3 separate regions of the Zea mays genome follow, and regions 1 and 2 are each linked to region 3. Evidence: chromatin contacts called from public Hi-C data. All regions are on one chromosome and are shown on one strand. The core of a region is the stretch at or near the end of the contact, and the rest is flanking DNA. Distances in the headings are between cores, read along the strand shown.

What was found. A called contact is a pair of places that touch in the nucleus more often than the background predicts.
Region 1: a Hi-C map of ear shows a contact between it and region 3, with 2.0 times the contacts expected there. The contact joins the promoter of LOC100279330 here to the promoter of LOC103653317 in region 3. A contact is called at or near these places in 2 of 25 Hi-C or Micro-C datasets (ear and tassel).
Region 2: a contact with region 3 is called in a Hi-C map of bundle sheath, with 4 times the contacts expected there. The contact joins the promoter of LOC100273075 here to the promoter of LOC103653317 in region 3. A contact is called at or near these places in 6 of 25 Hi-C or Micro-C datasets (bundle sheath, ear, leaf and 1 more).

Annotation. Positions count from the first base shown.
Region 1 is chr4:63,775,256-63,778,701 of Zm-B73-REFERENCE-NAM-5.0, forward strand. LOC100279330 reads right to left here and starts at 1,443. Exons shown (of 1, transcript XM_020552545.3): 1 at 643-1,443. The coding sequence starts at 1,194. The coding sequence ends at 850. It overlaps LOC118476909 (a long non-coding RNA gene), which reads left to right and starts at 3,284. Exons shown (of 3, transcript XR_004857749.1): 1 at 3,284-3,446.
Region 2 is chr4:63,699,251-63,702,326 of Zm-B73-REFERENCE-NAM-5.0, forward strand. It overlaps LOC100273075 (RING-H2 finger protein ATL13), which reads left to right and starts at 1,722. Exons shown (of 1, transcript NM_001147524.1): 1 at 1,722-3,076. The coding sequence starts at 2,009.
Region 3 is chr4:63,546,768-63,549,931 of Zm-B73-REFERENCE-NAM-5.0, forward strand. It overlaps LOC103653317, which reads right to left and starts at 1,498. Exons shown (of 10, transcript XM_008680251.3): 1 at 1,235-1,498; 2 at 973-1,143; 3 at 548-843; 4 at 277-451. The coding sequence starts at 822.

The sequences.
Region 1 (3,446 bases), core at 193-2,692, 230 kb after region 3:
GGGGGTTAAAATGGGAACCAGAAAGCAAACACATTTTTCCTGACCTGCCTAAGTGATGTAGTTCATAAGAAAACTTGTTGAACCCTAATCCAGTACAAAGAAAATGCACCACCTTTTATTTAATGAAAACAGAGAGAACTTAGAAAAATCATAGAAAAATAATCCTAAGGAGGAACCACCCTAACCTTAGGAATGACTACTTTTATGCTAATAGGAACCTAGGAAAAATGCAAGTTCTGTTGTTTGACATTTTTCAAATAGCAAGTTAGTTATAAGTGTCTTTTTGGCATTAAACTCTAGAAAATCACAACTAAATAACCATTAGGTCACCCTCTGTGATTTTTGGCACAGAAGCATGTTATTACCCATAGATGCTAGAAAAAATAACTCTTAGTACAATACCCCCACCTAAATAAGAGTTGTAGTACAAAGTGACCCTCTACCCTAACTTTTGTTATTTTTGCCTAGGGTTTATCCTAATTATTTTTAACCGCAAATTTATAGGATAGACTACAGTGACCAATGTTAACCCACTGTAATTTTATAGAATTTTTGGAAATTGCTAAATCACTATGGTAGTTCAAGCCCACCTTAAAGCCATAAATCCCTACTACTCTATAAGCCTGTAGTGTAGGCGTCCACAGTGCACCATGTTCTGCCTCCGCGTCCGATTCCCCCGACACCGCCTCGCCCGCAATCTACGCCGCCGCGGTGCCCACGCCCGCGACATCCACCACCTCGACCTCACCCCCGCCCGCGGAAATCTCGCCCGCGAGATCCCTCTGCCCACACACCGCCCCCTCTGCTCTCCGTCGATGGAAGGGCGCCATTAACACACCGCGATCCTCGCTACCGCCCCCACGAGGCCATACCATGCCCTCGCCCCCTCCCAGATCTTCGAAGAGGCCGCCACCCCGCCCCTGTTCTTGGCCCCTCGTCGGCGTCGGCCTCATCGCGGCACGGGCTGCACTCCTTCGCCCCGCTCACGGCCGCGGTGCTTGGCCACCTCTGGGCCTCCGGGGTGGCGGTGCTCCCGGGCCTGACAGAGCTAGAGTTGGTGCGCACCAAGGCTGAGATGTGGTTTGCGTTCCCGCCCGACCTCCGTGCCGTCCTCGCCGCGGGCCTGCCGTCGGGGCCCGGGTTCCCGGACTGGCAGTCGCGCGTGGGGCTGCGGTCCGCATTCGACCTGCCCATCGCGGCGGCGTCGCTACAGATCGCGCGGGGCGAGCTGTGGCCGCGCTGCTAGGGCGTGCGCCCCGCCGACCCCAACCACGCGCTATGGTCTGCTTCATCTATGGCGTGGTTCCTGTTTTGCCTGCCTCTTGCTCCTATTTGACCACCATGCGCGCCGCGAGGACCACCACTAGGTGGAGCGTGTCTCCGTGGTCTTCTTCACCGACCACGAGGCTGCTGAGACCCTAGGGGGGCTCGACCTGGACATCATCGCAGTGCTCCCCACCGTCAGGTGCCATCGTCGGTCGAGGTCCGTGACTAAGTGTGACGTGTACCTGGGCGAGTTCGCGCACAGGGAGCGGCTCAAGCAGTTGTCTCTCTTCCAGATCCCCTACCTCCTCTTTGTTCCCTCGGCTTAGCCACCACCTTGGCCGGTGCTCCTTGCACGTCGGGATAGGAGGATGCCGACCAAGTTCTAGATGAAGAGCAACTGATTTGCTTCCCTTGGATGGATTCCACTGTTGAGCCATTCAAAATTTGAGATGCGGATTAATTTTTACAATTCATGTTTTCAGATTTACCTTCCAATTTTCTTAGTAATAATAATAATGTATAGGTAGTGCACCATGTTTTGATTCTAATCTATCTTGGGTCACCTGTTTTATACCGAGGTAACACCTGTTTTATACCGAGATAATTAGTATGTATTCTGAGCTTCAATCATTGTTCTTTATGGTGAGATTCAATGTCTCCAGTTAATTCATTTTGTAAATTTTAGGTTACAGAATGTCTCTCGAGTGTGCTAGAGATGCTTTGCTGCAAAAGACCATGGACAACAAAGAAAATACAAGTGAATTATTTTCCCGATCTCGTGGTTAGAAAGCATATTTTTTCAGTATTCATAAGACACTGCTTATTCTTTTCCTGGGCAATGTATATGTATTTGCGTAGCAAAAAAGACTTGACGTCATTGAGATTTTTTTATGCCATTATGCCCATCGATCTCATAACAATATCCTTTTCCTTCTGCAGATAAGCTCAGAGTTGATCTCATGAATATTTCTATGACTACTCTTAGTTGAAAAATACTTTCCCAAGACAAGGAGTACTTTACTAAACTTGTGATTGATGTTGTCTTGAGGCTTAAGGTGTACAAATGGTTTAATGAAAGTTGGTTATCATTTACATTGAACTATGATATCTTCATCTATAAAATTTTACTCTTCAAAAAGTATGCTTCATACTTCATAGCTACTCAATCATGTTATTATTCGATGATGTTATAGTGTTGACTAATTTCTATCTGAATGGTGGTAGGGTAGCACCCACTTGGAATCTATTGAAATTCTGAAGATACATGGAGAATCTCTTAAGGACTGGGTACGTATTTATAGAAAAAATACCACTATATTCTTTTGACCACATAGCACTGGGTTGCATACAAATTCTCTCACCTAGCACCAAATTCTCCTTTCTGTCAATCAGTCCAACCTAAGAGCCCAATGCAATCAATTTCTATTTTTATCAACACCCTAACCAATTAGAATTAGCGCTACATTTTCTAAAAGATCAATTGCTCATTTACTAGCTAAATAAAGTAGGAATTAGCACTACATTTTCCTATTTGTTTCCATTGCTCTGAGCATTTGGGCTTTGTTTCCCTTCATATTCATGTGCAGTGATTTGAAGAACAACACCTCCTATTTCTCAATAAGTTAATCTGCCACATTGCTGATTAAGAGAGCAATGATCGCCATTCCTATGAAAACTAAAGTTAAAGGTTGTTTAAATTAAAGGGGTCCGAACGTGTCTTGTTACCTGGACTGATCCTATTTGCAGGATGTGCCAACTGCCGAGACTTGCACACGTCACAAATTAAAGCTGTTTGCATTGCCGGCTAACCAAGCTCCAGGGTATAAACTTCATAATTAGACATTCTAGATCTTAGTTGGCCGACTTGATCATAAGCCACTACCCAAAGCAAAAAAAAGTATATTATTGAAGATGCAACTCTCCCCTATATTTGAGAGAAGATGAAGGATATATCAGTGTGTTTGGTACCCTGTAGCTCCTCGTCGACCTGGTGCAACAGCTTAAGCTCAGGCACGTATTTCGAGAATGCTTTTTAGTTTTTCTGTTTTGCTGTATCTTTTAAATAAAAGATTTAATCATCAAACCGATTTTATATCTATGTTCCTGATATTTGTATCAATAAAACTAGACCACTCATACTATATATTTTTTTAAAAAAAATATGTACTTAAATTAACATA
Region 2 (3,076 bases), core at 472-2,971, 150 kb after region 3:
GGGTTCAGCCTATTCCTTCGACTACTACGCCATCGGCCCTGATGCAGTAGATCGAGACGACAGGAAATTCAATAAGGCAATCTGTGTAAACGGTCGTGCAAAGTACTGTTTTGTACTGTAGATTGCATTATTTACAGGGTGGAGATTAAAATAAGGAATGAGATAGAGAATGAGATATGCAATCTGGTGTTTAGGATTTTTTATATACATATTTGTCGTACAGTCAAGTGTTTTATAGATATTTCAGTTTTACTTAATCTATTATCTAAATTATAAAAATGAATTGAGGGTTGAAGAGCGAGAGTCTCTCCATATATAGAGGATGGATGAGTGTTCTCTATATTTAGAGAACATTTTAGAGGGCACTATTAGAATATATAGAGCAAAAAATGTTCTCTAAATATAGGGTAGGAGAGGGTTTACAGTTCAACACCGGAGTCTCTTACATGATAAAATGTTAGAATATTTTATGTCGTTCTAATATTTTTTCTATCTACCTTGATTTTGTGGTAGCAAGTTTAGGTTCTAAGTTGAGAACTGATGGGTATGGCCAGTACATCATGTGTATAGCCGTGTAAAAAACTGTTTTGCACTATAGATTATACTATTTACATAGTAAAATTTAAAACAGGAGATGATAACGAGTAAGTTGAAGATAACTAATTTGGGTCATCGGATGTCCCAAAAGATTAATCCTAAACTAAAATGGTATTTTTGTAGTTGAAGGACGTGAACAAATGAAATAAAATGATACTTAATCGTAATTAGTTAGTTGACGCAAAAACATCATTATTACATCCATAGAATTATTGCAAGACACCTTGCTGTAATACTTTCTTACTAGTCTAATACACATGCTAACGCTACGGTTCTGAAGAGAGGATGAGAAAAGGGCTGACGATGAGGGGGGAGGCAGAAGGGTATGTATGTGCGAGTGAGGATGAGAGGAAGAATAATCCAAATAATATTAGTTATTATATTTGAGTGACTAAGAAAGTAGTGTTATCTAGTGATCTGAACTGATTGTTTTTAGAGGGTGTTATGTTTGCGTGCAATTTGTTTGGTGGAACTAGAGAAGACTATGTGTGTGAGTGATTTGGATACGTGGGGTTTGCAAAATTTAAATTGATGGATTATATAAGGCCATATATAGATAAATAAAATCGTTTCATATAATAGTTAGATTTACATGTTCTTACACTATTTTTTTTACTAAAATCAGGTAAGGCAATAAAATAATCTAATAATAGTTAGATCAAACTGTACGATAATAAAATGACAAAACAAATAACCATATATAGATGGATGCCTTGTATATTTTTATATGTTAAAAATAGTAATTGCATCGGATGACTCGTACCAACAGATTAATTTAAAATTTAGTGGAATAAAGTAGTACTTGCTCCGTCTCAAAATACAATTTATTTTAGACTAAAAGTATAATTATTATCTATAAATGTAGTTTGTATGTATGTCTATAATTATTATCATGGAAAAAAACCAAACTATATTTTAGACGGAATGAGTATTTATTGAGAGGTTACGTAGACAGATAATGAGAGATGATGGTTAGTTAATGGTGACAAAAGAATTCGTTTTCGTCTCCATTTCTCACCACGAGTCCAGCCATTCTTCTCTCCATTTTTCTCTCCCCACATTAAGGATCCATCACTATCCTATACATTGACCAAGCCCCTCCCCTACCTGGCTAGTACCTTCCTCCAGTCTCTCCCAAACCGCGCCTGTTGAGCTGTCTCACAGTTAACTCTGTCATTGTTTCCCTTTTTCTTCGTTGCTAGGATCCGACACAAGAGTTTTAGTGATGATCTCCTCATCAACATCTATCTCCATCACAAGAAGAAGGTGTGGACAGGAAGACGACACAAGATTCAGGCGACACTCCCACCATTGCTGCTGACGGCGTCCAAATTGTCTTCTTTCTCCTCCTACCTGGCTGGCTGGCTCTCTAGATCGAATCACGGGTCAGGCGCTCCCCCTGACCAAGGCCATGAGCCACTACACCATGCATGCAGCCATCAACTACGCCGCGCTGCCACCCACGTCGCCGCTGCAGCTCCCCCTCCCGTACCTCCCTCCGCCTCCTCCTCCGCCGTTACCGCTACCGCTACCGCCGCTGTTGTCGCCGCCGCCACCGGCGGCGGCGTCCTCTGACGCGGGATTCCAGAACAGGATCAGCCCCAGCGTCCTTCTCATCATCCTGATCTTGGCCGTCATCTTCTTCGTCTCCGGCCTGCTGCACCTTCTCGTCCGGTTCCTGCTCCGCCCGGCGCCGCGGGATCCCGGCGACGCGTACGGGGGTGACGCGAACGCTACCGCCTTCCAGGGGCAGCTCCAGCAGCTGTTCCACCTCCACGACGCCGGCGTCGACCAGTCCTTCATCGACGCGCTGCCGGTGTTCCTCTACGGCGCCGTGGTCGGCGCCGGCGGGAAGGATCCTTTCGACTGCGCGGTCTGCCTCTGCGAGTTCGCGGACGACGACCGCCTCCGCCTCCTCCCCAAGTGCAGCCACGCGTTCCACGTCGACTGCATCGACACGTGGCTGCTGTCGCACTCCACCTGCCCGCTCTGCCGCCGCAGCCTCCTCGCCGACTTCCCCACCTGCGGCGGCGCCTGCAGCCCGCTGGTGTTCGTCCTCGAGTCCGGCTCCGAGGGCTCGGTCTCCGATCGCCACGACGCGGCGTCCTCCGCGCGCCTCAGCTTTGGCATGGAGCAGGAGCAGGCAGGGCAGGATCGGAAACACGTCGCCGCTGCAGAGGCAGCGGAGAAGAAGGACGAGGTGGTCGTTCCGGTGAAGCTCGGCAAGTTCAGAAGCCAGGCCACCGAAGGAGCCGGCGGCAGCGCCAGCCATGGAAGCCATGACGTGAGGCGGTGCTTCTCCATGGGGACCTACGAGTACGTCATGGACGAGAGCTCCCTGCTCCGCGTCGCCGTGAAGCTGCCGGAGAAAAAGCGCCCCGCGACTCGCTCTCGCATGCCGGGGCACCGTGTTGCCATGTCGGAGTGCGACTGCCACTCCAAGCGGGAAGGCTTCCGCGGATTCGATGCGCCGCCCAAG
Region 3 (3,164 bases), core at 248-2,747:
AGCCAACAAAAAACAAACAAAACAACAACGACAGACAAAAAAGAAACATTAGACAAAACATAGCCAACAAAAAACAAAAATCCAAAAAACTGCATAGCAAAAAAACAACATCGGGCACTAAAAATAAACATTAGACAAACATAGCAAAAAACAAAAAATAAATAAAAAATATAAACAACAACAGCCTTGGATACAAAAACACTGATACAAAAAAATCATGCAAATAAAAAAACATCATATATTGCATGTGGGAAAAAATGAGTTGAAAAAAATTACCCCAACTTTGGGATAAAAGAAATGTTTCTTTGACATCCTTGGATGAACATCTTCAAAATGTTTTTGGCAGAACCCAGCAATAAAAAAGTTGTCGCAATGTCCATTGGGTTCTATTGACAGTCCAAAATATTCCCAATTTATAGTGGTGGTTTTTGAAAACCGAACTGCAACAAAACTACACAAAAATGGGTTTATTATAAAGCTTGAAGTATATGAAGAGAAAATATACTAAATAATCAAGCATTGGAATAAGAATACAAGATACACTTACTCTTTCCATTGGCTACGCCCCATGCCACAAAGGATATAATAATATCGCAATTGTACAACAGAACATGGTAAAGGGACACTAGGATGTTGGGCTTGTAACCGATTTTCACCAATATACTGAATATCACTTTTGACTAAATTTGCCACTTCTAGTTGATATCCCAACAAATTTCCCCTAGCTTCTGGATCATTGAATATATTCCTATCATTGTACATTTGGTCAACTATAGCTGTTGATTTAGATCTTCTACTGCCATATAAACTAGCACCAACCATTTCACCAGCAACATTGTGAACCTGGATAAAAAATGGGAGAACATAACATGGGTTTTAGGATATAAAATTAAAAAATTAAAAGAATGGAGATAACAACAAACACAAAAACAGACCACATGGGGGAGTGTAGCAAGAAAAATAAAATATCACCTCCTGAACCGCTCTCACATGATCGTCAATAACAATAACATCTTGATTTTTGCCACTTATCCCTTCGAACTTCCTAGGCCTTTCTGTTGAGTTCAGTGTTGAAAGATTACATGTTAATGTTGGCTCAAAGAATGTGTCATTCACTGGAGGAACTGCCCCAGCAACATGAGACTGACATAGAGGACAAAAAGGAAATACATATAAGTAAAAAATAGGAACTCTGCTAACCAAAAAGAACAGTGAAAAAAGGCATATAGCAGACCTTTTGAGCATGAGAAACTAGCACAGAAACAACCTTATCTGGTACATCAGTGTTGGCTACTGCTGCTGTTGCACTTTCAGGACACAACTCAATAAGGCTTCTAGAGGAATTTGCATGTGACTTAATTAAAGGTTGTAATACAACATTGGGAGGAGTAGGATGAACACCATGGGTGCATGTAGGCAAAATAGAATGACCTAACCCGATTGGAATGACATCTGACCCATGTGGACATATAGCACTAGCAGGTGCAGTATTTTTTTGTGGTCACTTTCATCATCTGAAATGTGGAGGTCAAAAAGACCCACAGGTGAGAAGAGGCTTGTACGTGGAAAGCGACCCAACTTGTCAGTTTTGGAGAAATGGAATCGCTTGTTGAGTGGATGAACACGCTCTACAATAAAAATTTAAGGAAAAATATACATACATCAGATTAGGATAGATTTTACATGACAACCAAAAATAGTGCAATAATAACCCACCAATATAAGATACTAAACATGAAACCACAAACAAAAAAAGGCAAATAAAAAAGGGATAAACATACAAAAAGACTAGGATGAATACTACAAGACAACGATACCAAAAACTATGCATAAAAATTCGCCTACAATCTCTAAAATAGCAAATTTCTACATCCCACACATATAAATTGTCATCCTGCACATAAAATGCATTTGTTTGTGGCCAGCAGCTAGCAGGCTATGAGCAAAAACAAAGGTTCATGTGGTAGGGCAGTGACTGCTGGAAATTAAATATAGTTTCATGTTCAACATATTAAAAGCACAAAAAACATCTAGATGGATTTTAAAAATGCTATGAACACACACAATAAAAAAAATCAGCATATAATATAGAGTCTAGATGCATTAAACAATAAAGTGCATGGAACCAAAAAAGACAAATGGAGATTAAAACGCTAACCCGCTGGGGGCTTCACAGAAGTTGCAGTATTTGCATCCGACCTATAAACGACTGGTGTGTTGATGTGTTCAGATGTATGGGCACTGTTACCAGAGGATTGCTAGTACCCACACCAAGACCTTTTCCCATCAGATGACTCAACAAAGTCTGCAACAACGACTTTCTCATCCGACTTAACAATAGCTGGTTGTACATTGATATCAGTATGGGTGTATTTCTCATCTGCTTAACAGCCATAGTTTTCACTAGAGGGTTCATGGAATTCAAAATCTCCTGATGCTTGATAGACATTGCTTCAACCATAATTTTCACAGAATCGACTATAGCTTCAATACACATTGTCTTGCAAACCGAACAACAACCCTTGAACTTGTCGCACATAACTTGGCAAATACTGTCAATACGTTGGACATCCACTAATTGGCCAAAATCAACTAATACCTTTTCCTTCAAAAAATTGAAATCGTCCTGAAACTGTTTCTCTGCTTCAATTAGCACCTTCTCTCTGTAGGCAGCTCTCTATATAAAAAAATAAAAAAATGAATAACAAATATAGAAAAAAATTTGAGGCAACAACCAAATGAAAAAACTGAAGATAAAAATATACAATGGCGAACTAATACAGAAAAAAGATGATCAAGAACAAACAACCTGAGCCTTACAAAGGAGTAGAAGAAATGGGTAGGGGGGAGAGCTCGCCGGCAAACAGCAGCATCGTCGTGGGAAGCTCCGTTCGACACTCTATCTCACGCCTTCCATAAGGGGATGGGGAAAGTGAAGAGGTGCGATACCTAGAAAAATCAAAACAGTAAACTCCTACTATGCCAATATGGCCCACTGGTCAACAGCAAAAACTGTGGATGTATCACATAATTATAAATGACTACTTTAACTCAACAACTCAGCACCGCTCGACTCTAGCCACGATGTGAAACAACAAATTCAGCCCCTCAGATCCTCACAGAACCGACCACGCATCCTATACTCCGGCAAGGTCCAAATGCCA